Linked DNA regions of Mus musculus: regions 1, 2, 3, 4 and 5 are each linked to region 6. The links are chromatin contacts, called in public ChIA-PET and promoter capture Hi-C maps. All regions are on one chromosome and are shown on one strand. Each heading gives the region's core, a stretch centred on a gene start, on an enhancer-like site or on the middle of the called end of the contact. The rest is flanking DNA. Distances are from core to core; before and after follow the strand shown. Region 1 holds the start of Dok1 (docking protein 1). Region 2 holds the start of Dctn1 (dynactin 1). Region 3 holds the start of 1700003E16Rik (RIKEN cDNA 1700003E16 gene). Region 4 holds the start of Lbx2 (ladybird homeobox 2). Region 5 holds the start of Mrpl53 (mitochondrial ribosomal protein L53). Region 6 holds the start of Nagk (N-acetylglucosamine kinase).

The links. Promoter capture Hi-C pulls out the DNA fragments that hold promoters and counts their contacts. ChIA-PET counts read pairs in DNA pulled down with a chosen protein or histone mark. Capture Hi-C pulls out chosen DNA fragments and counts their contacts.
Region 1: an RNA polymerase II ChIA-PET map of memory CD8 T cells shows a contact between it and region 6, with 8 read pairs. The contact joins the promoter of Dok1 here to the promoter of Nagk in region 6. A contact is called at or near these places in 2 of 39 promoter capture datasets (neural stem cells and pre-B cells), 1 of 115 datasets of contacts at active chromatin or transcription factors (memory CD8 T cells) and 2 of 9 other capture datasets (adipose tissue and liver).
Region 2: a contact with region 6 is called in a promoter capture Hi-C map of adipose tissue. The contact joins the promoter of Dctn1 here to the promoter of Nagk in region 6. A contact is called at or near these places in 1 of 39 promoter capture datasets (cranial neural crest), 1 of 115 datasets of contacts at active chromatin or transcription factors (pancreatic cancer cells) and 1 of 9 other capture datasets (adipose tissue).
Region 3: a contact with region 6 is called in a promoter capture Hi-C map of liver, with 4 times the contacts expected there. The contact joins the promoter of 1700003E16Rik here to the promoter of Nagk in region 6. A contact is called at or near these places in 4 of 39 promoter capture datasets (the C10 cell line, liver and pre-B cells), 1 of 15 datasets of contacts at CTCF or cohesin (large pre-B cells), 5 of 115 datasets of contacts at active chromatin or transcription factors (bone marrow-derived macrophages, large pre-B cells, memory CD8 T cells and 2 more) and 2 of 9 other capture datasets (embryonic stem cells and liver).
Region 4: a promoter capture Hi-C map of liver shows a contact between it and region 6, with 3 times the contacts expected there. The contact joins the promoter of Lbx2 here to the promoter of Nagk in region 6. A contact is called at or near these places in 4 of 39 promoter capture datasets (cranial neural crest, liver, maxillary cranial neural crest and 1 more), 1 of 484 Hi-C or Micro-C datasets (embryonic stem cells), 2 of 115 datasets of contacts at active chromatin or transcription factors (large pre-B cells and memory CD8 T cells) and 1 of 9 other capture datasets (liver).
Region 5: a contact with region 6 is called in a promoter capture Hi-C map of liver, with 3 times the contacts expected there. The contact joins the promoter of Mrpl53 here to the promoter of Nagk in region 6. A contact is called at or near these places in 5 of 39 promoter capture datasets (cranial neural crest, frontonasal cranial neural crest, hematopoietic stem and progenitor cells and 2 more), 1 of 115 datasets of contacts at active chromatin or transcription factors (large pre-B cells) and 2 of 9 other capture datasets (adipose tissue and liver).

The regions. Positions count from the first base shown.
Region 1 is chr6:83,031,492-83,036,312 of GRCm38.p6, forward strand. Dok1 (docking protein 1) reads right to left here and starts at 1,980. Exons shown (of 5, transcript NM_010070.4): 1 at 1,880-1,980; 2 at 1,276-1,575; 3 at 1,044-1,137; 4 at 740-924; 5 at 1-569. The coding sequence starts at 1,939. It overlaps Loxl3 (lysyl oxidase-like 3), which reads left to right and starts at 2,714. Exons shown (of 14, transcript NM_013586.5): 1 at 2,714-2,798; 2 at 3,964-4,306. The coding sequence starts at 3,991.
Region 2 is chr6:83,178,004-83,182,626 of GRCm38.p6, forward strand. It overlaps Dctn1 (dynactin 1), which reads left to right and starts at 1,586. Exons shown (of 32, transcript NM_007835.2): 1 at 1,586-1,902; 2 at 4,521-4,623. The coding sequence starts at 1,870.
Region 3 is chr6:83,154,841-83,159,749 of GRCm38.p6, forward strand. It overlaps 1700003E16Rik (RIKEN cDNA 1700003E16 gene), which reads left to right and starts at 1,564. Exons shown (of 4, transcript NM_027948.1): 1 at 1,564-1,750. The coding sequence starts at 1,733. It overlaps Wdr54 (WD repeat domain 54), which reads right to left and starts at 1,539. Exons shown (of 11, transcript NM_001362119.1): 1 at 1,475-1,539; 2 at 1,335-1,405; 3 at 809-1,031; 4 at 638-700; 5 at 230-296; 6 at 82-135. The coding sequence starts at 1,030.
Region 4 is chr6:83,083,806-83,088,048 of GRCm38.p6, forward strand. Lbx2 (ladybird homeobox 2) reads left to right here and starts at 2,560. Exons shown (of 2, transcript NM_010692.4): 1 at 2,560-2,817; 2 at 3,878-4,243. The coding sequence starts at 2,619.
Region 5 is chr6:83,107,452-83,111,711 of GRCm38.p6, forward strand. It overlaps Mrpl53 (mitochondrial ribosomal protein L53), which reads left to right and starts at 1,657. Exons shown (of 3, transcript NM_026744.3): 1 at 1,657-1,752; 2 at 1,863-1,975; 3 at 2,071-2,481. The coding sequence starts at 1,661. The coding sequence ends at 2,222. It overlaps Ccdc142 (coiled-coil domain containing 142), which reads left to right. Exons shown (of 9, transcript NM_001081266.1): 7 at 4-181; 8 at 304-503; 9 at 640-1,670. The coding sequence ends at 926.
Region 6 is chr6:83,791,849-83,796,470 of GRCm38.p6, forward strand. Nagk (N-acetylglucosamine kinase) reads left to right here and starts at 3,209. Exons shown (of 10, transcript NM_019542.2): 1 at 3,209-3,434. The coding sequence starts at 3,406. It also overlaps the pseudogene Gm7443 and the pseudogene LOC665004.

The DNA.
Region 1 (4,821 bases), core at 730-3,229, 760 kb before region 6:
GGGTTGTAAGGGAGCTCATAGCCCTCTTCCTTCAGCCGAGCCTGGCACCACCATGCATCCCGAGGCTCCTGAGGCAGATCATAAAGGCCCCGGGGAGGGGCGGGGGCCAGGCCTTCAGGTTCATCATAGATGGGGTCCTCTTTGGAGTCTGTCAGCTTGGTTTTCAGTAACTGCTGCTGCACATGCCCATACAAATCCCAATAGAGAGGTTTCTTGGAATGCACCCCTTCCCCTGCCCCAGCAGGGGTGCTGCCCAGGGGGTCTGAATATACAGAGTCCTGAGAAGGGCCTGGAGGAATTCGCAAGGAGTCTAAAGGCTCCGCATATAGGGCTGGAGGGCTGCCCAGGGGGTCCTGGGGAACAGGAGGGGGAACTGTCTTCCCCTCTGTCTCCCCATCATGGGAGTCAGTTCTGAGGATATCCTGTGCCTGGCCCACCTTTCCTTGGGCTTTCTGCTGCTGGATGGCAGCCTCAACTGCCTGAAAGATGTCATTTCCCTGAGAAGTCTGGAAGGTGAAGGTCCCAGGGCCTGAGGGGCAGCGGCGACCAGCTTCAAAGGAGAACATTACCTGAGGGGGTGGGGGAAACACGTTAGGCGTGTCATAAAAAATGAGTCACAGGCCTGACCAAGTTACTGTATCTGCACAGAAGAGACCACCTGAGAATGGAATTGTCACCTACAGCTACTCAACCTGGTAGCCCTCCCTGACGGGTCATCCTCCCAGACAGCCCCATGCACCTTGTCCCGGCCATAGCGACGCAACAGAGTGTAGGGCCAGAAAAGGAGCGGCTCCAGGATTTGACTCTGCGCACCCAAAGTCAGGAGAGTCAGCTTCTCAGCTTCCACCCTCAGTATGTAGGAGCCTTGCAAGCCGCAGCGTTCAGAAGCCTCGGTCTTCTGCGAGGTTACCCAGAACTGGGATCCTGGAAGAACACATACGAAGGAGAAGGAGCGCTGGGGCAAGTTAGGGACTCGGTTGACTCCAATCACTAGCTCCCCAAGGGCACCTCTTCAACCCACTCCATTCCTGCCAGACATCTACCTTCCCAGGTGGGGCTGTACAGCGAATTCTCCAGCATCTCCAAGGCAGAAAACTTAGGTTGGTTCTCCGTCTGCGCCAAAGCCCAGCCGCCTTTCTGCAGAAAAGGGAACATGGAAGAATTATATATAATTCTCTTGGGTCTAGGGTAGGTGCAAGAAGTCCAGTGCCTCTATAATAGCTCCATCCTCGCAGTGTCCCTTAAGCCCAGAGATGCCCACCCCCAGTCACTCACCGGAAAGGCGGTTCTGCATAAAGTCTGCACCCAGGCGGTGCTGGATACGGCGTCCGCCGCCAGCAGGTGCGAGCGCTGTGCGGTGTCCAGGCGGAAGGCAACAGCGCCGGGCTCAGGGGGACTCTCCACAGTCACCGGCACCACGCTCACACATTCAGCCAGGCGTATCATCTTGCAGTCTAGACGGCGAGAGCCGCCTCGACCCCCTCTAGAGCTCGACCCCTTGTGATCAAAGAATTCCAGCCGCGCCACGCCGTGAGGACTGGCTGGGTAAAGCACAGCCCAAGTTTTCCTCCACCTCTGGGAAAGAACGAAAGACTCGAGAGTGCGCGGTGGTAGCACGCGCCCCACAAGGAAGAAGAGACCCATGAAGGCCGATCTGAGTCTGGGGCTTCCCAGGCTGAGCTACTTTCCCAAAGATAATGGCATCCCAAGACCGCACCAAGGAGGGCACAGCCCGAGACTTTTAAGGGAACGTCTTGGGGATCTACAATTGCCCGCGCGCCGTTCCGACCTTCTTCCGGCCCCTTCCCTCTTTCTGGATTCTTTCACCCACTTCTAGTCCAGAGGGGTTTCGCCATCCCCCACGCCACAAACAAACTACCTTGGTCCCGAAGCGCTGACTCTGCAGAAAAAGCGGACCCTCCATCACAGCCCCGTCCATGGCCCAGGCGATTCCTTCCGCGCTTCCTGGCCCGGAGGGCTGGGGGCGGGGCGGGGCGGGGCGAGGCTGCAGGGTGCCGGAGGCGTGCCCGCCCCTCCCCGGCCCCTGCGGCGGTGATGGGGGAGCGGAGGGCTTGGAGGAAAACGAGCCATCAGGAAGAACTCAGGGAGAGCTCACTAAAGCCTTTATCTTTAGTGGTGCACACAGTGGCACCACTCAGGGAAGCGGTGATCACCAACCAGGGGCCCTAGTGCCTGGGGGGTGGAAGCTGAGAGTGACGACATATGTTTAACGTGACATCAGAGTGAAGGCCGTGACATCACCTGCAGGCACCTCGGGGGCGCCATAATGACCAAGGGAGCCATCGGGACAATAGTTTTCTTTGTGGGACCTTTTCTCATGGCCCAGCCCGGGAATTGGACTGGACTGTTGTTGATACTCTGTCTAGTTGGGGATGTGGAGGAACGGCTACGGGCTGGAAAGCTTCCCGTTGCCACAGGGGCCGTCCTGCTGTCCCGAAACCGTTTGCAAGTCAAGCACCCTGAATACGGCTGCCGGGCCTCCAACCTGCGGGAAAAGAAAGCTTCATTGAGCCGGGAGGAGTGGGAGGGGGTGGCGTGGCTGCAGCCAGCTCCACAGGGGAGGGGAAGATCTAGAGGAGGGAACTGGCCTGGCCGGAATGGAGGGAGAAAGCGGAATGTGGGAGGGCTCTAGGGGACGTGGGAGGGACCAACGAAGAGGGGAGAGGAAGGGGGGGTCCAGTCTCCCCTGGCCGAACACTTTTTTTCTGAGAAGTCCTGAAAGTAATCTCCAGGACCAGGACTCTGCTTCCAGCCTCTGGAGTTGTGCCTAGTCGAAGGTAGGGGAGTTACTGCTGGCCAGCGGGAAGAGGAGTTGGGGATGGAGAGGATGGTGGACCAGGAGAAACGCTGATTTGGGATGGAGTCGGGAAAGCCAACCAACTGACAGTTTTATTATTGGTCAAGGAGCGAAACAGAAGAGTGGAAAGCTGAGCAAACTGTTGGGGATGGAGGCTTCAGGGTGCAATTTGCAGGCCCTACGCTGAACACCAGGGCTTCGGAGCCAAATGCCCCCAGAACAAAGCTGTCTTGTCTGAGTTGGGGGAAGCAATGGAGGGCCCCCCTTACTGTGGAGGACTGTTTTCAGCCTCGGATAGAGAAGGCCTGAGCTGGGGAGCTAGCCCTAGCTTCTGGTTGCCCAGTGACAGAAAAAGAGGTGTTCCAGGGAGCTTGGATAACTCCATACCAAACCCTGCCCAGCTTGAAGCCTAGGTCTCCTGGAGTCCCTGACCCTGCAGCATATTTGCCAGCCCATGTGCTAGGGAGGGTGGCAGAAGGTTCTCCTACTCCGGTTAGCCTCGGCCCTTCCTGCATGGGCATCTGCCCCCATAGGAAACTGAAGAGTCTTCTCATTCATAGTGCTGAGATTTCCAGGGCTGGGCTCCCAGGCTCCCCTTGCCTGTGATGCCATCTGTCTGTCTAACTGCATGGGTCTTGCTGTCATTTCTCCTGTGCCTGCACCTTGGCTTTTATTCCCTCTCCTCATGGTTTTTGCCTCTCTGTGTCATTCCCCATTACTCTGTGCTTTGGTTTTTTTGGTTTGATTAAAACCATCTATCCATATTCAATGTGTCTCTCACCCCGTGCCTTTCTGTTTTTTCCCCTTCGTTCCCACAGTCTCCCTTCCTGTCACATCCTGTCTGGGTCGTCCTCTCTGTGTCTCTTCCCAATATCTCTGTTTACCCAACCCATCCGTAGACTCTCCATCTCTAACCCATACCCACCCCATGGATGAAAGTAAATAGAGATGATGGTGTTGGTGGTAATGATGGCCAAACCAGGGAAGGTTATGGTGGGACACTAACCACAAGTTATAAGTTTTATTATTTGCAAAGGGAAAGGAGAGTCTCCCTCGCCCCCAATCTAGGTCTCTAGGGCTGTGCCTGTTTTCTTTGTGTTCCTACCCTCATTCAGTGTGTGTGTCTCTCCTTCTCTGTCCCTTAGTGCCCCCCTCCTTGGGCCCCACCCGCCATGAGAGCTGTCAGTGTGTGGTATTGCTGCCCATGGGGACTACTGCTGCTACACTGTCTGTGCAGCTTCAGTGTGGGGTCTCCGTCTCCTTCTATCAGCCCAGAGAAGAAGGTAGGAAGCCAGGGGCTGAGGTTCCGGCTGGCTGGCTTTCCTAGAAAGCCCTATGAAGGTCGAGTGGAGATACAGCGAGCTGGTGAATGGGGCACCATCTGTGATGATGACTTCACGCTGCAGGCTGCCCATGTCCTCTGCCGGGAGCTGGGCTTCACAGAAGCCACAGGGTGGACCCATAGTGCCAAATATGGCCCTGGAACAGGTGAGCGATGCTCTGGACTAGCCCGGACATTATCTAAGTGCAGTTCAAGTACATAGAAAAGAACAAAACACCTTAATGGCACAACCAAAGGGACACGGGACACCAAGAATGGGCAGAATCAAGCAAACCCACAGATTATAAACCATCTAACATACTAATTTCAGGGCCATGTGACCTGAAGCTAGCCAGTACTCTCCAGGAGCCTCCAGTGTTCCATGTGTACAGTGAGAAGGGGGCTATGTTCTCTTCCACAAAGTGAGACTCCATAGAGCTATGCACAAAGACAGCCCAGTGCAGGGGAGCCCTGGGTGATCCAAGTGCAGTCGACTCAGTGATAATATGAGGGCAGGTGAATGGTATCCGAATGTCCCCTAGCCAGAACGGGTCATATACTACAGCTGACAAAATCGGGACCCAGGTCAGAGCTAAAACCAGCAAGCAGGAACTCATGTGGAACAAGTATGACAGTGCGAGGGTTGAAGCACAATTCTCTGGAGCTGAAAGTGCTCAGATTG
Region 2 (4,623 bases), core at 336-2,835, 620 kb before region 6:
TTTATGGTGTATGGGTGTTTTGCCTGCATGTATGTCTGTGTAGCATGTGTGTACCATGCCCTTGGAGTTTAGAAAAGGGTAATAGATCCCCTAGGACTGGAATTAAAGGCACTTGTGAACCTCTATGTAGGTGCTGGGATGAACCTATGGTTTTTTTTTTTTTTTTTTAAATGGTTTTTTCGAGACAGGGTTTCTCTGTATAGCTCTGGCTGTCCTGGAACTCACTTTGTAGACCAGGCTGGCCTCGAACTCAGAAATCCGCCTGCCTCTGCTTCCCAAGTGCTGGGATTAAAGGTGTGTGCCACCATGCCTGGCAAATCTATGTTTTCTGCAAAAGCAACCAGTGTTCTTAATTGCTGAGCCATCTCTCTAGCCCCCGTTTCTGTTCTACCCACTGAGCAATCTGCCGAGCCCTAACGTGATGTTTTGAAATGTGTTCTGTAGGCACTCTGAGTGGGTTTAGTACGATTGTCTGGGCTGGGGTGGATATGAAGGCAGAGCAACCTGGACACTGCGGGGGAAGCAGAGGTGGGGTCCTGATGGTTCTGGGCAGAAGTAAGGCACAGAGACTGTTTTGGTTGAGAGGTTAATCTAGCATATAAAGGGACTGGCTTCATTATGGTGTTCTTCCAGGTGGGCATCACCTAACAGAACTGCTTTGTGGCATTATCCTGTGTTAGGCAAGTGTGCAGAGTGGCAGAAATTGCAGTCTTGTCAGTGAAGGAAGACAAGTGTATTCAGGGACTAGGTCCACATTACAGCCAGGGGATCCAGTGGTTAGACCCCAGGCCCTTTGCTTAAGGGGTAAGACCTTAGGCATTGACCTGTGAATAATAAATGAGGTAGCATGTGGAAACCTTTGACTAGAATAAGTAGTTTCATTAAATTAACACCATCTGTTTTAAAATTATGAAGGTAATATAACATAACTAAGGAAGCTTGTGAAGTACACAACTATAAAAAATAAGTTGGCTTGTTGAGTCTGATGTTAGAAGACAAGGCCAAGGGTAAAAGAGATGAGGACCTGGGTAAAGTGGACTTGGGCCAAGGGGACAGTGAGGTGCTTAGCTTTTGAAAACTACCTTTAATAATCCCATTGAATGTGATATCTTGGGGATCAGAGCCTGCCTGACACAGGCAGAGGAGGGAGTGACTGTGGGGACCTCTGCTGTTGCAGGGGTGGGGAGCTGGGTACTCATGGCTTTCTCTGGGTGAGCAGGCTTCTAGCTCTGCCCCTCCTGTTTATCTGGCCCAGTGTAAGACAGAGATCGAGACCCTCGTCGTGTGGAGTCCAGACATCTTTCTGGTAGGGTGACACAGAAAAGCAGCAGAAGGGACTAGAAGGCCTGTGAAAGCAGTTTGATGAAGTGCTGATCATTTTGAAGTGGCACTTGATGCTTGGGGACCTGCTGAAGCCTCACTCACTGGGACTGGGGGCAGTGATAGTGAGGGGTACAGGTGGGGAAGAAGTGTCACCTCCAGAACCCTGCCTGCACTCTGGTGCTGAGGATTTCTTGCCTACCCATCCCTGGGTTCGTGTGAAGGAGGGGAGCACTAGGACCCAGAGGCCAGCATGCTTCCTGACAGTCTAGAGCAGCACTAGCGCAGAGTGAGACTCATCAGCTGGCAAGCGGGGCTCAGTGTCTCTGGGTTCAGGAATCCTTGGGCAGTAGAAGGGACTTACTCCTCAGCCCCATCACTGCTCCTGCCCCTCCAGAGGGAGGACCATGGACGGAGGGAGGTCCGTGGCTAACGGCTTCTGAGCCGTCCGTCCATGCAGGCCCATCACCCTGACCCCTCCTGCCTAGGTTTCTGCCTTTTCTCTGTCTTTGGCTAGCTGGGGGAGGGGGTAGAGTCCGGGTGAGCAACATGGCCCAGAGCAGGAGGCACATGTCCAGTCGGGTAAGTGGCCCCAGTCAATATGGGATGGCCCTGGGAGGGCTGCTGGACCAGGCCGGGTGCCTGTGGACATCACTTGTGTGGGGGCTGGGGAGGCAGGCTGGCTCTCAGCTGAGGTACTCACACACTGGGCTTCTGAGGAGCCTTCAGAGCGCTGACAGGGGCAGGCTGGACAAGGTACCCCACCCACCCACCCAGTTGGGTCCTAACTGGGGCCCAACTAGACTTGACCTCTGACTCCAGCTGGCTCTGAGGCCAGGGATTTCTGAGGGGTCCAGTCTGTCTTTGACTGGCCTGGGGGTCAGAAGGCCTAGCTGTGAGGCTCTTTTCAGATGCCCTGCTATCTGCCTCTGCTCTCTCCTCTGTGAGGTTAGATTTGCATCCACTGTTAGAGCCACCTGACTCCGAGAGGCGTGTTGGGAGGTGTGGGAGGGTCTTTTCTGAGTTTGTGTCCAGCCTTGATATCATTGGCAGTTTCCTTTATTGTCAGGCCCATGAGCTCTTCATTGTCCCTGGTATAGTTTGAGGTCCCCACATCCCTAGGAGCTCTGTCCTTACCTTACTGGTGGGGCTTTGTGAAGAGAGGGGCTAGGGAATGACAGCTGGGAAGGGTTTGACTTCCCAGGCTCTGGCAGGGCTCCTTTCTGAAGCTAACTGTGGTGTGTGTGTGTGTGTTTGGGGGGTATCAGGAAAGACCCCTCCCCCGAGCCTTTAGGTCCACGGGGGTCACATTTTCTTGCCTTATTTATTTGCTACAATCTCTCTGGTTCATGGAACAGCTATTGCTAAAAATGGCTTAGGTGTGATTTTCTTCCAAATCGTGGTCTGATCTGGGACCTAATTTCATGTGTTCTGTCATCACGGGTATGTAAGAATCTGGGTATGACCCAAGGACAGCGTTTTGTTTGTACCTTTGCCAACCCAGATGAACTACTGGGCAGGGTTTGAGGACAGTAAAGGGCTAACTTGAGGTATTTTGTTTATTTGTTTGTGCTCTTCATTTTATGACACCGTGGCCTGCAGGGTTTGGGGGAGAGCAGACAATAGGACATGGGCCCTGAGGAGGGTGCTGGTGAATGTGCTGTAGTCAACAGTCTAGCAGTGCCAGGTAGATATGGAGATGGACTGACAGCAATCATATCAGCAAGGCATGGTGGTGGCTGTGGCCCTGGAAAGAGGTGCAGTTCTGTCTTTCTGAGAAGTCTAGGTGGACGTGCTGATGCGTGCCAGTGAGCCCAGCATTCAGGGGGCTGGGGTAGGAGGGCTGCAAGTTTCAGACCAGCCTAGGGTGGTACTGAGATTCTGTTTCAAAGAACAGTGACAAAAATTTTAAAAGGCTCGTGTGCACGCACACACACACACACACTCAGGAAGAGGAGGAAGAGGAGGAGGAAGAAGAGGAAGGAGAGGAAGGAGGAAGAGAAGAAGAGGAGGAGGAGGAGGAGGAGGAGTGGAGGAGGGTGGAGGAGCTGGAGAAAGGCATTTGGTTTGAGTCCCAGGGAGACCGAGGACAGTGGAGAGAGCCACCACTGAGCTGCTAACTTTCTCAGCTCTGGTTCCTGGGACAGGGTTGTGGGGAGCCTGGTCTGAATTGAGTTGTTTGCTTGTTCTTACATCCTTTCCTTGGGGACAGTACACCCTAGAAGCAGCTATATGGTGATATTCAAAGATCTATCAGTAAATCCTAATTTGTTATACAATTTAAATATAAATTCTTTTTTAAAAATTTCAGTAGATTCTAGAGAATTTTAGAGTCTTTTTTTTCTTTTAAAGATTGTTATTGCTGAGCTGTGGTGGCACACACCTTTAATACCAGCACTTGGGAGGCAGAGACAGGCAGATCTCCAAATTTGAGGTCAGCCTAGTCTACAGAGTGAATTTCAAGACAGCCAGGGCTACACAGTGAAACCCTGTCTCTAAAAAACAAACAATAAAAAATGGATTGCTTATTGTTCATTTTTGTGACATTTTTTTTTCTAGAGTTTCTTCTTACTGTAGGCCAGGCTGGCCTCGAGCTCACCGGGTAGTCCAGGCTGGCCTCAAGCTCATGGTAATCCTGTCTCAGCTCCCCAAGTGCTGGAATCCCATGTGTGAGCTAGCAAAACAAGCTTTTTAAACATTTCTTTTTATTTATTTATTTATTTATTTATTATATGTAAGCACACTGTAGCTGTCTTCAGACACTCCAAGAAGAGAGCATCAGATTTTGTTACGGATGGTTGTAAGCCACCATGTGGTTGCTAGGATTTGAACTCAAGACCTTCGGAAGAGCAGTCGGCACTCTTAACCGCTGAGCCATCTCACCAGACCCCTAAACATTTCTTGAAACAAGGTCTCATTATGTTGCCCAGGCTGTTCCTTTAACTTACCTTATATAGCCAAGGTTGGCCTCAAACTCATGGCTCGCCTCCTGATTCAACCACCCGGGTGTTGAAGTCCTGGACATATGCTCTACCTGGCTTTGGGGAAGTTCTGAACATGTCACTGATGTTTTCCAGAGGGGAGTTTGTAGTCTCACTTTGTCCTGAGAATGGAGTTTAAAGGCGTGACTTGTGGTTTCTAGGTCCAGGACGCTGTCCTGAGCCTCTGACTGACCATGTTGGCATATGTCTTTCTTCCAGACGCCGAGTGGCAGCAGGATGAGTACGGAGGCAAGCGCCCGGCCCCTGCGGGTTGGCTCCCGCGTGGAGGTGATTGGGAAGGGCCACCGAGGCACTGTGGCCT
Region 3 (4,909 bases), core at 314-2,813, 640 kb before region 6:
ACCCCTCAGCATCCTCTTGGCTGAGACCCCACAATCATGTACTTCACATACAGGCCCTAGCCCTGTCTCTAGTCTGCTCACCCACACAGATGAAGTGGACGCTGGCAGCAATTCCTCGGGCAAACATAGCCTGTACTGAATACAAAAGCAGCTCTCAGAAACAGCACTTCCCCCAGCCCCAGCGAATTCTCCCAGCCTCCACCCCTGCTCCACATGGTCCTGAAGGTACCTGAAGAAGCATCGCCTGAGTCCAAGGCGTGCCAATAAACCATGACGGAGCCATCAGACTCATACATCTGGAAGATGGGGGCAAGGATGAGAGCAAGATCCAGATGACCCTTGTTGAGTTCTGGGCACTTCACCCAGCCAGGTAAGTCCATTGGAATCCTCAAACTCTGTTCTGGGAGGCAGGCACTATTCTTATCCATAGTTTTCAGAGGAGGACACTGAGGCTACCCGTGCCCAAGGGTCACAGAGTTAATAACAGAAGCAAACTGCTGATGCAGAATTGAAGAGTGAAGAAAATGGAACAAAAGAAGACGAAAAATAGAGGCAGAGTGGGCTGCGCATGTGACATCTAAAAGTGTTATTGGGTGGGGGTGGCGCTGGAGAAAGGGCAGGAGGGTTCTATTCTCACCTGTATCCCTCGATGCGAGGTGAGGACCAGCAGTACTCTGAAGGGGAGGACACACCAGTGAACCTGGAGAGACGCGCATCATAGAAGAGGACATAAGGCGTCAAGAGGATAGGTATTCAAGAACAAGGATCGCACTGATTTAAGCAACACCTCTTTCACTCCTTGCCTTACCTGAGTGATAAGTGGGGGACTCACTCCAGCACCCTCTTTAACGTGGAGCTGGCGCTGGGCCAAGGGCACACCCTCAGGGGCAGCACTGAGAAGCTGGGCGCTCGGTCCATGAACCACCCCAAAATGCGTGAGATCACGGGCTGGCAGCTGCAGTACACTGAGGTTGTTAGACAGGGCGGCGGCAGAGCTACGAAGTGGGATGGAGCGCTCGCGGCGGAACATTCTGAGAGAGAGAGAGAGAGAGAGAGAGAGAGAGAGAGAGAGAGAGAGAGAGAGAGAGAGAGAGAGTCCTAGAGTCACGGCACGACAAATAGGGAGAAGGCCACTGGGGACACTGGGACAGGGGAGAAGGACAATGAGATGCAACCAGGAGACACTGAGAGAGACCCTTGATTGATAGGATCCCCGAGGAAAGTGATGGATAGTAGTCACAAGGAGGAGAGGATCCCACGGAGCTGGAGAGAGCCCCAGGGTTGAGTGTTGCAGCCACCAGGGAATCCCGCAATAAGAATGATGATGTAAATACCTGCTAGTACGGAACGTCTCAGCTAAAATGCAGAATGTGGTCTCCAGCTCTTCTTCCCACAGCTTAGCTACCTGAAGGCCCACGCCAAGGTTAGAGGTCACACCTGCAACCCACCCCCACCACCCTCAAGTGTGCCTTGCCTGACGCCGCGATCCTAAGGTCCCTCCAAATCCGCCGCCACCATAGAGACGACGCACCGACGCACGGCCTCTGGGCGTGGCCTGTGGCTGGAACTTGCGGCGCGCAGCTACGCGGTTACCAAGCAACCGTGGACCACGCCAGGGACCCTCAGCGGGGCCTGGTTGCCGAGGAGACCGTTGGGTCGCGGCCACTGCAGCTACAACGATGGAGGGTCCTGAAGGCAGCTGAAACACCGCCTTGGAGTGACTGTCACGAAAATGAGTCACGAAGGCTCGGTGAGTTTCAGCTAGACTTAGGGAGTGCGCAAGAACTGGGGTTGGCCGGTATCGAGGCAGTGGACTAGCTCTAGGTTCGAGATGGGCATGCCTGTACCTCGGTCCCTGAGGGAAAGGGTCAACGGCTGGACCAGGCCAAGGGCAAGCGAATTCGGAAACAGCTGAACCACTAGTGCAAATAGTAATTCCTTTCTGACCAGGAACCCGTGTTGGTGGGTAAACCAGAGGCACTAGGAAGAGGGTCTGATGGATGAATCACTATCTTGACAATTTCAGGACTACGAAATGGATCAAACAACTGTGAGGGTGACCTTAAAACTTACTTTATTATCATTATTACTTTTTTTTTTTTTAAATCGAGACAGTCTGATTATATAGACCATATTGGCCTCCAACTCAACTCTGCCTCCAGAGTGCTGTGATTAAAGGAATCACATGCGCAACCATGGCTTGCCTTTTATTTTGAGACAAGGTCTCAATGTGTAGCCCTGGCTGGTCTAGAACTCACAATATAGACCGGGTTGCCTTTGAACTCATAGCTTCTTCCCATACCAACACTCTCCCATCTCACTGGTCAAAAACCAATTACCTTTAAGTCAAAAAAAAATTTTATGTATATGGGTGTTTTGTCTGCATGTGTGTTTGTGTACTGTGTTCATGTCTGATGCCTGCAGAGGCCAGGAGAGAGGATCAGATCTCCTGGAACTGGAGTTACAGTTTGGAGCCATCACATGGGTGCTAAGAATCAAACCCAGGCCCTCTGCAAGAGCGGTCAATGTGGGGTCAACTCTCTTACTCCCAAAGTCAAGGCATTTTAAAAAATAAAACAGATTGGTAGGACCTCGAGAAAATGAAAGAGTAAAAAATATCTCTGTTCTCTTGTGTTAAGTGCACGCCACATCTCTGTCCTAGCTGTGGGGGGAGGCCTAAGGGATCGGTTCTTTGGTTTTGCGTTGGCTTTGGGCTTAAGGAAGCAAAGCTTTAGATGGAGAACTAGGCAGCCGCTTGGTTTCTGGGAATTCAAGGCCAGGAACTGAGAATGTAGAGAACAGAAGACACCGGATTGCCTGAGAGAATGAATATTGGAGAATATAAAATAGGAAACAATTAGGTAGATAGATAAAAACTTATATTTGGAGGTAGATTTTGGAAGGAACCATCTTCCTTCATGGTCTCACTTCATGGCCCAGTCTGGCCTTGAACACATGACAGCTGCTTCAGGCTTCTGAGTGCTGGGTTTATTGCTGTGAGCCACCACACCTAGTTCTGGCCCTCTTTACAATTTTTTTTATTATTATTATTACTTATCTACATCTCTTTTGTGAAGTATTATGTCCCTAGGTTACTTTTGGGCTTTTCTTAGTTACTTATCTCTTGCTGTCACAAAACACCATGAGCAAAGAAACTTATAAAAGGAAGTGTTTAATTTGGGGTTCACGGTTCCAAACGGTTAAGCACCCAGGAGCATCACGAAGGGGAGCACAGACAGGCATGGTGCTGGAGGAGTAGCTGAGAGCCCACGAGGCAAAGAGAGCTAACTGCAAATGATGGGCTTTTGAAACCTCATCTCTGGCCCCTACTCCCTCCCTCCCAACAAGGCCACACCTCCAAGTCTTTCCCAAACAGTTCAAATAGGAATTTATGGGGCTGTTCTTATTCAAGCCGTCACAGGAATCTTTAATGATTTGTTACATTTATTTGGGGTGGGGTGGGGTGAAGGCGGGGCGTGTGCCATAGTGCACGAGTGGAGGCTGGAGGGTGACTTGAAGGAGATGGCTCTCTCCTTCTACCTTGTGGTGCTGAGAATCAAACTTTTGTCATTAGGCTGGGCTATGAGTACTTTTACCCAGTGAGTCACCTCACCAACCCTCATTTTCTTTATCTATCTCATGTATATGTGTACACTGTCACTGTCCTCAGACACACCAGAAAAGGCCATCAGATCCCATTACAGATGTTTGTGAGCCACCATGTGGTTGCTGGGGATTGAACTCAGGACCTTTGGAAGAGCAGTTAGTGCTCTTAACCGTTGAGCCATCTCTCCAGCTCCTTCTCTGTCTTTTTAAATGAGTTTTAAAAATATCTTAACATGTTTTTCATTTATATATTTTAGCAAATGTCTTTGTTTGGGAAGCAAGAGTCAGGTTTTGGAGCTAGACAAATCCAGATGTGAATTCTGACTAGACTACTTCCCAGGTGGGATCTTAGGCAAACTCCATGAGATGTGAATAGAAATAGTGGTTAAAGACGGTCTAGTAGTGCAGGCCTGCTCTACTCTACTCGGGAGGTTGAAGTGAAAGTCAGAGAGGATGGATAACATCAAGACAACCATTTTTCCTGCTCAGCAGGCCTGAGTGGCAGTGTGCAACAGGGCCAAGGGAGATTGAATCTCAGTGCTGTGAGGGGAAGAGGGCACTAGCTCCTGTCCCTAACCAAGAAGCTATTTCCAATTGACAACCACTTGGCAAAGGAAAAATCAGTTTCCCCTGTGGACTCTACTGGAAAAACCACACCTAAGGGTAGTCTCCACGCGCCAGGAGTGGACGGCCAGTACAGCACGAACTCAGTGGTGCTTTTGTGGGTTTTTTTTTTTTCTTTTTTGACTTAATATGGTTTCGTTTGAGCATTAAAAAAAAAACCTTTCTCATCTTTTACTTGCATATATGGTTTCTGATTTTGTATTTTAATGTTTTTTTGTTTGTTTGTTTGTTTTGTGTGTGTGTTTCTTGTGCTTTTCACTGTTCTTTTGTTTGTTAAATGGTGGTTTGTTTGCCTTTTTAATTTGCCTGTTTGTTTTCTAAAGAGGAAGAGAGGAAGAAGGCCTGGGGTTGGGTGAGAGGGGCCGTGGAGAGGATCTGAGAGATGGGGGAAGGGAAACCGTGGTCAGAATATATTGTATACATTTTCATTTTTTTTTTTTTTTTAAAGAGGGGGTTGGAGAGATGGCTCAGAGGTTAACAGCACTGGCTGCTCTTCCAGAGCTCCTGAGTTCAATTCTCAGCAACCACATTGTGGTTCATAAACATCTATATGAGATCTGGTGCCCTCTTCTGGCCTGTGTGTATACATGCAGGCAGAACACTGTATACATAATAAGTAAATAAATCAGAGAGAGAGAGAGAGAGAGAGAGAGAGAGAGAGAGAGAGAGAGAGAGAGAG
Region 4 (4,243 bases), core at 1,310-3,809, 710 kb before region 6:
CCACTGTGCAGCCTACCAGGGTCCCAGGCCTCAGAATCAGAGGGAAGGGATGTGGACCAGCCCTTGCTTTGTTCCATCCCTACCTTCCCAGCCCCCGAGGTTTTCCAGCTCTGCTCTACAGCTCTGGCCGTGTTGGGTGCAGAGGACATGTCTGTCACTCTGCAGTGAGCAGGGATACAGACCTGTAGTGCTGAAGCTGTAGATGCAAAAGAACTGGGCGCCAGGGAGCTTCTGCGCTCCCCAATTGCTACAGGCAAAACTATGAGAGAGCTGAGTGCCCCCCTCAAGCCCAGAACCCACGTTTAATCTCTTAACATCCCTCATTAATCACTCACACTCCCCTGGTCCCCCTCTGTGGATCCAGTTTCTCCCCAGCTCATGTTCCAAATGCTTAGCCAGGAGAAGCCCCCCTCAGTGGCCCCAAGATAGTCTGGACTAATCCCTGGGCATTGGTATGTCCTTAGTCTCTGATGTTGGGGCATTGTCCTTTTACCTTCTCCACGTCTCTTCTCTGTCTTTCCCCAAACTTGTGTCTGAGGACCATCCCATCCCTTCCTTACCTGAGCCCATCTGCTGAAGGGAGGAGGTAGGCAGGAGAGATGGAAGGAAAGGAAGGCAGAGCCCCTCGGGAGAGCCTCATTCCGCACGCACACACAGGAGTAATTGAGAGCAGAGGTAAAAGGACATAAAAGCCACGTAATGGATACACGGGGAGAGGTTGCAGTGTCTGTTGGGTGACAGGACTGGGATGCGGTAGGGCAGTTCCCTCTGCCTCCTGGGACCTGCTTTAATTGCATATTAAGTGAAACCACAAGGGTTGGGCTGAGGGCTGAGGCTTGAAGGAGAGGCTCTCTAGTGCCCTCCCTACCCCTCCATTAATAACTAATCGACAAAGTCCTGAGGCAGCTCAGCTTTCCACTGAGGCCTGGCTCTGCTCTCTGACCCTGCAGTGCCTCCTGAAGCCCAAGAGCATCCCCCAGACCCCAGGAGAACCTGGGTGCCTGAAGGCTCAGAGTATCACCAGAAGAAACTCGGGACGGGGAAAACACCCCTCCTACTAAGGGGAGTGTCCTATTGTCGAGTAGCCTTTGGCCCAGGTTTCCAGGGTCTCCTAAGACCTTTTTGGAGCACCCAAACGCTTAAGTTAACTTGCCCCAAGGAGGAGGTCACTGAATAATAGTGGGAGATGGAGAGGCTACAGGAGAGGTGACATTGGGAACAATGTAGGAGAGACTGTTCTGGCTTTTCATTGCACTCCCAACAAAACAAAACAAAGCACAACAAGCATAAATAGAATTCTCATTTTGACTGCACAGTGGCTCACTCCACAGACGACTGAGCCAAGGTTAACTTTGAGTTTGAGCAGAGCCTGGACTACATAGTGAGACCCCAGCTCAATCATAAATAGATTGATTAAAGTTAAAGCCAAGTATGGTGGCACACACGAGACCAGCCTAGTCTACATAATAAGATCCAGGACAGTGAGAGCCTGTCTCAAAATAACAACAACAACAATAATAATAATAATTTAAATGAATTTTGGCTTGCATTTGCAACTGCCCTAGCAATGAAGAGGCTTGCTCTTTGGGAGTAGCCAGTCTATACCTATAAGCTGTAAAGCTTTCAGCTATCTGAGGAAGATTGCCTAGAAAAGGAACCAGGCCTATGCAACCTTACTGACCCAGCTTTGTTAAGCCAGAGTTGCCTTATTTCAGCTCAAGATGATCATGGAGTGCTAACCCAGATACAAATAAACGTGGAGGAGATGGGGACAGAGAACACAAAACGCAATGAACAAGCCAAGCCTTCCATTAGTCTTCCCTGGAGAGTGAGTGATCCTACAGGAAGTCACACCTGAACTCTGAGGACTTAATAAAAGGATAAAGTCAGATCTATAGCAAGCCAGTAAGAAGAGCTGGCCCTCTGGAGTCCAGTCCTCACTAGCCAGGAGCCCTCTGAGCAAGTAGTACCAGCCCAGGTCTCTGAGATCCTTTTGGGTGGGTTTTAACTTACTGGAGCCTCCAGGCTACAGTGTGGCCTGCCCCATTCCTTGTGGTATCATTTTATGACAGGTATTCCAATAGGCCAGGTTCTCGATCCTGGACCCCCACACTACACCAACCATCTCTAGCCACCATCTTCTCTTTAAGACCTTTTCCCAGGGTTGGGTGAGAAAGATAGGCAAAGTTAGGATGCTGAGTCCCTAACACAATCAGCCCTGATCCTGTTTCTCAGAACCCTGCAAGTCCCCAGTCCTTGAGGCCAGGGAAAGCAATTTTATTGCCCTAGAATTTATGAGCCAGAGTTTAAGTAGGGAGCCAAGCAGCATGCAATCCAGGGGAGTACATCCAGTTTGAATGTGCACCTCAAAATCAGAAGCCATGGGCTTCTTTCTACTCTATAGAAGAAATAAGGCTGCCAGTACACCTATGGGCACCCGATTCACTGAGGCCCTTGGAAGGAGGTGGGGGTGCAGGAGGAGGGGACGTGGGGCTTCAACTGAGCTCTAGGGGGCGGGTCCGAGGCAGGGGGCCCAGATCGGAAGCTGAGCGCTGGGGGCCTAGGAGGTTGTGAAGCCAAGCGCAGCAGAAGGCGGGATCGCTACAATCCCGCTTGCCATGAACTCTGTACATCAGCGCCGGACACCCTTTAGTATCGCAGACATCCTAGGTCCGAGCATGGTCCCCGAAGCACCTTCTGCACCGCAGCTTCCCGAGGCCGGCCCTGATCCCGCGTCACCACTGTGTGCGCTGGAGGAGCTAGCAAGTAAAACTTTCCTGGGCCATTCCCCGCGGGCTACACCACAGCCTTCTGAAGGTACACGCCAGCCAAGTAGCGGACTTGAACTGTGTGTGTGTGTGTGTGTGTGTGTGTGTGTGTGTGTGTGTGTGTGTGTGTGTGCGCGCGCGCGCGCGGATCTGTCTGTCTGTCCCTGTCTATATCTGTCTCTCCCTCCACCCCCCGCTTCACTCTCTCGTCCTTGGTCACAAAGTTTTGTCTGGCCCTGGCTGGTCATTTTTACCCACCCCCTGCCTTCTGCCCAAGTGTCAGGAGTTGCATTTGACAGGGCTCGGCAGGTCTCCTGAGTTAGTTCTGAGACTGCAATTGCTCCAGGGGGTGGCAGGGGCTGAGGGGTACCGCCAGGCTGGAGCGAATCCAGGGACCCGCTCGGCTGCTGGTACGTTCGCTGTATGCGGGGTAATCATGACCAAGAAAGGCTGTGGAAGAGAAAAAACGCTTGAGCTGCTGGCAAGAAAAGACTGAGGCAGGGCTAGGACAAGGCAGAAAATTCCTCCCAGCTACCTAGCCCCAGCTACCTAGCCCCAGCCCCAGCCCCAGCCCCAGCCCCAGCCCCAGCCCCAGCCCCAGCCCCAGCCCCAGCCCCAGCCCCAGCCCCAGCCCCAGCCCCAGTCACTTCTTGAGCCCTGTAGAAGATCCTTTGCAGCACTATTGGGCACAGGAACCGCCTTCCGCCTGCCTTCCTTCCCTTTGGGCTCCCGGAAAGAGAGCTGGTGTTAAGGACTTTATTTGGCCAGATGGGTCACCCGACCTCAATTTGGCCTCTAACTTACTACCACGCACAGCCTGGAGCTCCAAACGGCGTCAGAGACCTTCTCCAAACGGTCTTGACTCTCGTACCAGATCTCTGGTCAGTCCCACTCACCCTCTACCCGCTGGAGTAATCTCATCTCTCTGTCGTCAGCATTCCCACAGGCCTGCTGCACTTCGAATCCGGGTTCTGACCCGGTGTATAGGGATCGTGATGCTGGCCCACCCCGCTCCCTCTACCTGCTTAAGCCCCGCGACCCTAAGTTTTTCCATCCAGACCTCAGCCTCCTCCAAAGCCGAGACTGACATTTCCGTCTCATCCTGGCAGGCAGAGCCGCCCCGGAGGCGCCGCCGGGGCCTGGCGCTGGTGTCCGGAGACGCCGCAAGTCTCGGACAGCGTTCACTGCACAGCAGGTGCTGGAGCTGGAGCGGCGATTCGTCTTCCAGAAGTACTTGGCACCGTCAGAGCGCGACGGACTTGCTGCGCGACTGGGCCTGGCTAATGCGCAAGTGGTCACTTGGTTCCAGAACCGTCGCGCCAAGCTCAAGCGGGATGTGGAGGAGATGCGCGCGGACGTGGCCTCCCTATGCGGGTTGTCCCCTGGAGTCCTGTGTTACCCAGCACTGCCAGACAGCACTTCAAGCCCTGACCCTGGCCCTTCAGGGCCCGATTCTGAGCCCAACTTATCAGATG
Region 5 (4,260 bases), core at 407-2,906, 690 kb before region 6:
CAGAACCTCCCAGTGACCCTAGTGAGTACGCTCGGATAGTGGTCTACTCTGTGTTGGAGCCTGTGTTGCAAGGACTTCAGGGATTGCCACCTGAAGCCCAAGCCCCTGCCCTCGGCCAGGCACTGACAGCCACACTGGGCGCCTGGCTTGACCACATCCTCACCCATGGGATCCGGTTCAGGTATGAAGGAAAGATGCTAGTGGCAGAGGAAGAATGCCAAACAGGGAAAATGGAGACCATTTGGGCAGAGCAGTCTGGGGAGGCAGAAGTGTCTGGTGGCCACATTGTACCTGGACATCTAGCCTGCAGGGGGCGCTGCAGCTCAAGCAAGACTTCGGAGTGGTCAGGGAGGTTCTGGAACAAGAGCAGTGGGGCCTGTCGCAGGAGCTTCGCCAGACTCTGCTCTCACTCAGCATCTTCCAGCAGCTAGATGGGGCCCTGCTGTGTCTCCTGCAGCAACCCCTGCCCAAGAATCCAGTCCACAGAAGACCTCCCCGTTGCTGTGAGTTATCACCACTCCTCAACCCCAGGCTTTTCTAAGCCCTTCCAGGGGTGCTTTCGAACACCCACACCCAATCTCACCATTGCTTTGGCGTCAGCATTCCCCACCAACCTGCCGTCCACTCCTGCCTTCCCAGGTCTCTGTTATGAGGTCCAGACCACTGAACTGCCCACCAGCAGCCTCAACAGCCTGGAAAACTTGGCACCCCCTCTTCGTCTTGGAGTCTCCCCTGCCCAGAACACTCACCTGCTAAGCACCCTGGGGGGAGGAGGACGAGGAGGAGGGGGAGGGGGAGGACCAGGACCTAGTCCTGAGGCTTACCTGGTGGGAAACCAGCAAGCCTGGCTTGCCCTGAGGCTGCACCAACACCCACGTTGGCACCTGCCTTTTTTTTCTTGCCTGAGGACAAGTCCTGAACCCTAAGTTGACTAGGACCAGGGGTTGCAGATCATGCCCCAGACAAGGAACTGTATGCTAGAGAAGCTTAAACCTGGGTGCTTGATAAAACATGTTCATAAACTAGAGTCCAGAATTGAACCCCCAGATCATCCTAGGATCTGCAATCCAGAGTAATAGGCAAACTACAGCCTGAAATCTGGATGTCGGAAACAATGAAGACATCTTGGAGCTAAAACTAGAAGGGGTCTACAGGGCTAGCGCTCAGGAGACAGGCAAACCTTGCTTTCTCTCGAATCCCAGGAGCAAAGCGAAAACTGATTCATGAGGAAACACAGACAAAGCAGACATTTCTACACGTGGAGGGCAGTCTTACCCCTTCCCCGTCTCTGTTTCTAGTCATTAGGCTGTAGGGCCTGGACATTTAAGCCTTGGCTGTTGCTACAGGGGCAGGGCTTGCCTTCTGCTGGGTGGACAGTCCCCGCAGTGACATCCTTTCCAAGGAAGGAGCCAGGATGTGGGGTGGTGCTGACCTAGATCTCGCAGGCAGGACCCCGAGGGAGAGGGCTGAAGGACGTTTTCCTGCGAAGGGGATTTTGCACATTCACTGCTTATGCTGTGTGGCACAGAACACTGCTAATGGCTGAAGTATTCGCGGGTGGCCCCGGAGGTCAGCCGCGCGAAGTACCGCGGAGCCGCCGGAAGCGGTCCGTTCCAATAAACCGATCCCCAGTGCTACTCCTTCCGGGGTGGAGGTAACCATGGCGGCGGCTTTGGCTCGGCTCGGACTACGGCCGGTCAAGCTGGTTCGAGTTCAGTTCTGCCCGTTTGAGAAGAACGTGGAGTCCACGAGGTACGGGTTCTGGGGAGGTGGGAGGCGTCCGTGTTCCCCACGCGTGCGCGCGCACCCTCGTCCCGGCTCCCTGGTCCCCCGGACGCGCTCACGCTGCCCTCCGGCCGCAGGACCTTCCTCCAGACGGTGAGCAGCGAGAAAGTCCGCGCCACCAACCTCAACTGCTCTGTGATCGCCGACGTGAGGCACGACGGCTCTGAGCCCTGCGTGGACGTGTTGTTCGGTAAACCTGGTAGGGACGCGGGTGGGCGAGGGCAGATCGCCGCCATAGCCCTGCATAGTCAGGGTCCCTAACTCATCGGTTTGCATCTCCCCCAGGAGATGGGTATCGGCTGATTATGCGCGGTGCCCACCTCACCACTCAGGAAATGTTAAGTGCCTTGGCCTCCCACATCCGGGACAGGAACGCCGCGGCAGCATCTGCACCGGGCGCAGACAAGGTCGCCCCGGGTACGAGTACCCGCCGCTGATATGGCAGAAGAGTCCAACAACCAAATGTTAGCTTGAATCTAAAGACAGTGAGTGGTCTGAGAAGACCTGGGCTTTAATCACTCAAAATGCTGCATGGAGCTCATGATACGGAGCAAGAACACTAACAACAGGGCTTCTGGGGCAAGATAAGTAAGTTTGGGTGGTGAAGGGCCCCGACAAATTGGAATTTTTCTTTCTCAGTGTTTAACTTTATTTGGATCTGTCAACCAAGTACATTTTAATTAAATATTTATTGCCAAATGAATGCTATTTTTCTCAGGTTGTTTACTTGGATTTTGAGAGAGGGTCTTACCATGAGCTAACCTGAAACTTAGTAAGAAGACCAAGGTGGCCTAGAAATGTGAAAGCATTTTTCTGCTTCAGGCTCCTCAGTGCTGGGATTCTAGACAGCCACCACCCTCAGCCTACAGTACTCATCTTCCTTAGTAGTGTTGTCTACTCTTCATTCACTCTCATGGAACCACCCATTCTGTCATAATTTCAACTACTCAGGATTTAAACCCTACCTTTTTATTTGGTTCTAACCCCATCTTCTATGATTAGCTACTGCCAATTTCCCCCATATGCCACCAACATTCTTTCCTTCAAGTGGAACGGTCACTTGGCTCTTCTGACTTCCTGCTCAGCCTTCTAGGCTAGAAATGTAGTGTTTCCTCTCCTATCCCTTCCCTTTCTCCGTAGATCCAACCAGTCTGTCTGCACTGAGGGGAAAGAGAGGAGCCAGCCCCGTCTATTGGCACACACTATCCAGGCTACTCAGGAGGCCAGCCTGGTCTACTTATCGAGACCCTTCCATTCTCACTCATTTCCTGTACCACTTTTATTCTCCTGCCTGGTGTCATTTTCCCTTATCATTTTAGCTGCTATGAAATCTCATCCTTCACATGGGTAATAATGGCTTACTTCCCACAGTCCGGAAATAGTTTTTGGTTAACATCCATTAATGTGACCATGAAGTCATTTTAGAGGATCAAATGGCATAAAAAGTTATCCATTCGAGGCCAGAGGAGTAGCTTAGTGTTTAAGAGCACTAGCTACTCTTCCAGATGACCAGGGTTCAATCTCCAGTACTCACATAGCAGTTCACAACTGTAACTCCAGTTCTAGGGCATCTGACACCCTCTCACAGACATGCATGTAGGCAAGACACCAATGAATGCACATTAAAAATCAGAAAAAAAAGTCGTACAAAAAAAGTTATCCATGCATGCCATGTGTTATTTTTTTTTTAACTTTTAGTTTTTATACCTCTACCTCCCTTCCAACCTTTCTTCACCCTAATCCCTTCTGACACCCCAGCATTATGTAGGAGAGAAGATTAGAGGGGGAGGGGATATAGACCTCTATAGGCTACTTCCTGCTGATTAGGGTCCTTGGGTTCCTTGGGGCAAGTCCAGTCTTCATCATCAGAATATCCAGCAAATGCAGCCGCAGCAAGAGGGATCAGCAGCTGCAGCAGGCCCTCTCCAGAGTCCCCAGAATTAATCTCTCTGCAGCAGGTAAAAATCACACCCCTGCTAGTGCACAAGGCAGTTCATAATCACCGGCTGGGACACAGCTTCTTACCCCACACCTGGCACTAAAACATAACTGAATTTCTAAAGAAACCAACATTCTTACTACAGCCACAAGAGTATTCTTTTAAGAAGTTTTAGTTTTGAATAAATGACTGTATATTTTATAAATAAAGACACTCTAGCATATGTGTGTGTGTGTGTACACTGGGTTACGGTATCATTGTTTTCTTTTTGTGTATGTATATGTATGTAGGTGCACATGCCTGTGTTTGCAAATGTGGAAGCCAAAGGTTGTGTATTTTCCTTTACCATGTTCCATCTGTTTTGGATTTTTGTTATTGTTTTGTTTTGTCTTGTTTCCAGATAAAATGTCTCACTGAACCTGACCTTACTCTTTTCAGCTAGCCTAGCCAGCAAGCACCCAGAATCCCCTATCTCCATCCCCCAAGTGCTGTGGTTACAGGCATATATTACCCCACCTAGCCAGCAAGCACCCAGA
Region 6 (4,622 bases), core at 1,959-4,458:
GCAGAAGGGCATTAGACCTTTACAGAGCCACTTAAGGGCAAGCAAACACCTTCCACCACAGCACCTTTATTGCCCCAGCCTTGTAACCACAAACATCTGTAACAAGCATCTAGCGTTTGTGCGAGCTAAGGCTAATTGCTTGGACTTCACAGTTCAATTTTTCTTCTTGTAATACGTCTAGAATCTCTTGTAATTTCTCAGTTTTTAGCATGATAAACAAAGGTACCGAAAGAAGCATTAAAGAATTGTGAGCATGGACTGAGGGTGTAGCTTTTGTGGTACAACACTTGTCTAGCATATGCAAAGCTCTAGGTTCAAAGCCCAGTACCACCAACAAAACAAAACCACAAAGGAATTATGTGCAATGGGGATCGTTCTTATCAGTCTTTTAGTCTATGCACTAGTTTAAGTTAATAGAGCTAGTGTATGTTTCATTAAAATGGGCAACACAGCGACTTTGAAACAATGTAGTCAGGGAGATTGGAAGACCCAGAGCAGCTACTGTCACATAACGTAAATCACAAAGATGAGTCACATGTGTGACTTACATTTTTCATACTTAAAAGCTAAAAAGACTGGCAAAACCAATTTGAATGATATGAAAAATTAACTTACTATATCCCAAATGTTTTATGAATTCTAATATGGAATTCATATAAAAGTTAATATTTATTCTATGTTTTTATTACTAAGCCTATGCATTTCTATTATTATTATTATTATTATTATTATAGTGACAGAAACAAAAATATACCTAAAAGTGAAGCTTCTGGAAAACCCATGTGTTCTTCCTTGTCTTGTATGGCTCCTCAGACGTGATCTTGGGTTCCTGCCTGGCCTTGCATTTTAAAGATGGATCTCTAAACATATCCTTGTTGACAACAGTTTTGTCCAAGGGGCTATTGACTGAGTACCTCGTGGGCATGAAGTGGTTGTAGTTATAAACTTTTACAAAGAACTTGATCTTGGATGTCTTGGCAATTTTCTTCTTGCCCATGGAAGCTGTCACTTTTAGGGGAAAGCAGTCAATTCCAGCCACCAGGGCGTGGCTGTAAGGGTGGTCTGAGGTGCCATCATCAATGTTGATGACAGCTTTGTGTCCAGAGTAGCATCTAGCCAGGACCAGCACACTTTCCTGGGTTTCATGAACTTGCTCATTTCGACATTGAGTACCCAGCAGAAAGGAAAAAGGGACACTAGCCTGTGCATTTTTAAAGTGCATAAGAGTACATGTGGATATAAATACAATTAGCTACTGGGTTGGGGATGTAGTTCAGTTGGTAGATAGGTTGTCTACAGTATACAAAACCCTGGGATCAGTTACCAGTATTACATAAGTCAGGCATGGTGGTGATTACCTGTAATTCTAGCACTTGGGAAGTTGAGGCAGAAGGATATGAAGTTCAAAATTCTTCTTGTCTACATAGGGAGGTTGAGATGAGCCTGGGCCACATGACCTCTATCTGATCGGATCTTTAGGAGTTCGAAATCTTTTTTATGTTTAATTTTAAATGATATGTGCACGTATTAGTGGAGAGTGCCCAAGGAGGCCAGAAAACAGAGTTGAATCCCCTGGGGCTGCAGTGACAGGGTTTGTGAGCCCTGATGTAGGTCCTGGGAACACACCTCCAGTCCTTTGCAAGAGCAGCAGGTGCTATTACCCTCTGAGCCATGTCTTGGCCCTGAGGTTTCTCATCTTCATTGTGAAGGGGAGAACTGGCAGCGATTACAGTAATTCTCACCCAAATTCAGAAGTCAATCTTGTCTTTAAACCAAACTTTCTCTCTGTATTCCTTTCTAAACAAGTAATGCAAAGCCAGGAGGGCAGTGTGGTCCTTTCATCCGAGCATTTAGGGGGTGGAGACAGAAAGACTGGGATTCAAGGACAGCCTCAGACACCTCAGGAGTGTAGGGCCAGTCCTGGTGACTTGCAATCTCATTACAAAAAGATTCAAACAACAGAACAAAAGCACATCAGCGCTGTCACAAATGGATCCCAAGACTCATTACACCAGTGCTAAAGGGAACTTTTCCATCAGAATTCACCCACAACATCACACTCTTGCCAAAACTTCCATTCAATCAGAATCCTATGGAATTATCTTTGATTCTAAAGATGTTGTTGGAGGAAGCATTTTCCAGCTCTGAAGTACTGTGAATGGTAATGTCTCACTTCCCTCTAGTTTCTCTATCAGGCAATAATGTTATTTCTATTCTTGAATTATTTGGTGCTTTACTGAGTCACATAGGTAAGAAAGGAGGTAAAGAATTCATTCACTCTGGAACCTTAGAAAGCAAGCCTACACCAAAACATCCTAGCACTTGGGAGGTGGGGCAGGAGAATCAGGAGTTTAAGGTCATCCTCAGCCAGAGTCTGAGGTGAGTTTGGGATATATGAGGCTCTGTGTGCCCACCTTCCCAACTGTTTACATCAAAACACAACCGGACCCAATTATCTGACAGGGAAAGAGGATCCCAGTTCAAGATTTCTCCACAGGAGGCAGGCTCAGAGGTCCGAGGTTGGACAGAGACATGCTAGCCCCAAGGAGACTCCATCTGAAGTCTCAAAGAAATGTCAAGAGCAGCAGACAGTCCTCCTGGCTATTGAAGCTGCCTCTTAAGTAGGGCTGGAACAACCTGGAGCCTGAGGAAACACGCAGGAGTCACTCTTCTACAGGACCTAACGGTATCTTCCTCTCTTCCTCCAGTTCCACTGCACAGTTTAGAGTTGAGCAGGTGGTGGCCAGAAGGTGAAATATGGTCTGTGAGTGCCAGTTTTTAGCATGCTGAGCCAGCATTGCATTCCATGCCAGTCTGGGTTATACAGACGAGATACAGTCCAGAAAGAACAGAGTTGGACTCAGATCACTTGTAGAGCGCTAGCCTGACACACATGAAACCCTGGGCTCTATCCTCACCGCCGCACAAACCTCAGCTGACAGCAGCCTGGGGCCTCACTGAGACCTGCTCAGCGTACTCAGCACAAGGTAGAGTGTGCGCTCATGAGCCAGGGTGGGGTGGTCTGGACGTTGGCTCCCGCCCTGGTCCTCAGACACATCCGCCAGACTCTGAGCTTGCCTCCAAAAGCGTCTGCGCGTGCGCACCCCACAGTTAGCGCGCGTCTGCCAGCTACTTCCGGCTGGCCCTTGGCAGCCCTCACACACCCTCCCAGGAGCCTCAGCTGGGGTGCCGCCTCCTCGCGAAGCAGTCACTTGAACGGCGGGCTAGAAAAAACCGGAGGGGAAAGCTGCGGGAGGCGACAGCAGGGGCGAGAGAGGACGTAGCATCCACACCCTACGCAAGCGCGTCGTAGTCACATGACAAGGGGCGGTGCCCGTGTGGGCGGGAGCGAAGTCACGGCTAGGGTCGAGGTTGCTACGGCGGACCAGCGGTGGCAACGGTAGTATGGCCGCGCTTTATGGTGGCGTGGAAGGGTGAGCGCTGGATCGGCCGAAGGCTGTCCGTCCGGGAGCGGCGGGTCAGGGGGCGGCGGCCCACACCATGCCCGGTGCCTTTGTGCTCCACGGTGCGACCACGCCCCTCCCGGCCATCACCTTTCTGCCACAGGGCTCTTGTGTCAACCTGGAGAGTTGTGCAGAGCTGGGGGGTCAGGTGGGAAGTTGCCGGTCGCGGGTGGACGTGGGAAAGAGGCAGAAGCTGAGACTGAGATTCATGCACAAGGGAACCCGGGAGTTAAGCAGCTGTCACCAGAGCACTGTCTTATCTTGGTGCTCCGGACCCTCCACTGCTGTCGGCCCCGAACGCCCTTGGTTCCTATATTCTCCTGCTTAGAAGCTGGTCTGCTTGACTTTGGGAAGTAGCTCTACTAAGCATGGCTTTGGGTGAGACGTAAGGCAAGGACAAGAGTGAGCAAGATGGTGGTTTATCCGGTCCCCTGCGCGTGACAAGCATTTTGTGGAACTGGGTGTGTCAAATCAGGACCTGATAGGAAGATTTGGTATCCTAGCTGCTTGCTGCTGATTTACCCGGAAGTCTCTTCCCGTGAATTGCGAAAGCGGATGACCCCTGGCTTTATTTATGATACCTTACAAGGAAAAACCCTCAGCACAGCGTAGGAGTTTGCACTTAGCCTTGTTATATTCATATGGAAGGTAGAACTTATTTTTCCCAGTTTGTCAAGAAATTAATTTGGATTTTTAATCTACTGTCTCATGCATTAATATCCCTTCGGATGTACTCTTGATGTACTACTCTTTGAGTTGGATCGAGTCTTTATTGTCTATTACAAGAAGTATTGGTCAGAGCCGGGCGGTGGTGGCGCACGCCTTTAATCCCAGCACTTGGGAGGCAGAGGCAGGCAGATTTCTGAGTTCGAGGACAGCCTGGTCTACACAGTGAGTTCCAGGACAGCCAGGGCTACACAGAAAAACCCTGTCTTGAAAAACAAAAAAACAAAACAAAACAAAACAACAACAACAAAAAGTATTGGTCAGTAGGACATCCTCCTACACGTATCACCCTTCTTCTAAAGTACCACTTACCCCAGGGATTTAACTCAGGAGGGCTTAGTTGCTGAAGGCAGTATGAGTTTCTCCCTGACTGGTGATAGTTTCTCACAGGTGTCTTGAAGACCCTGGTGTCAGAAGATAGGTCCTCAAAGT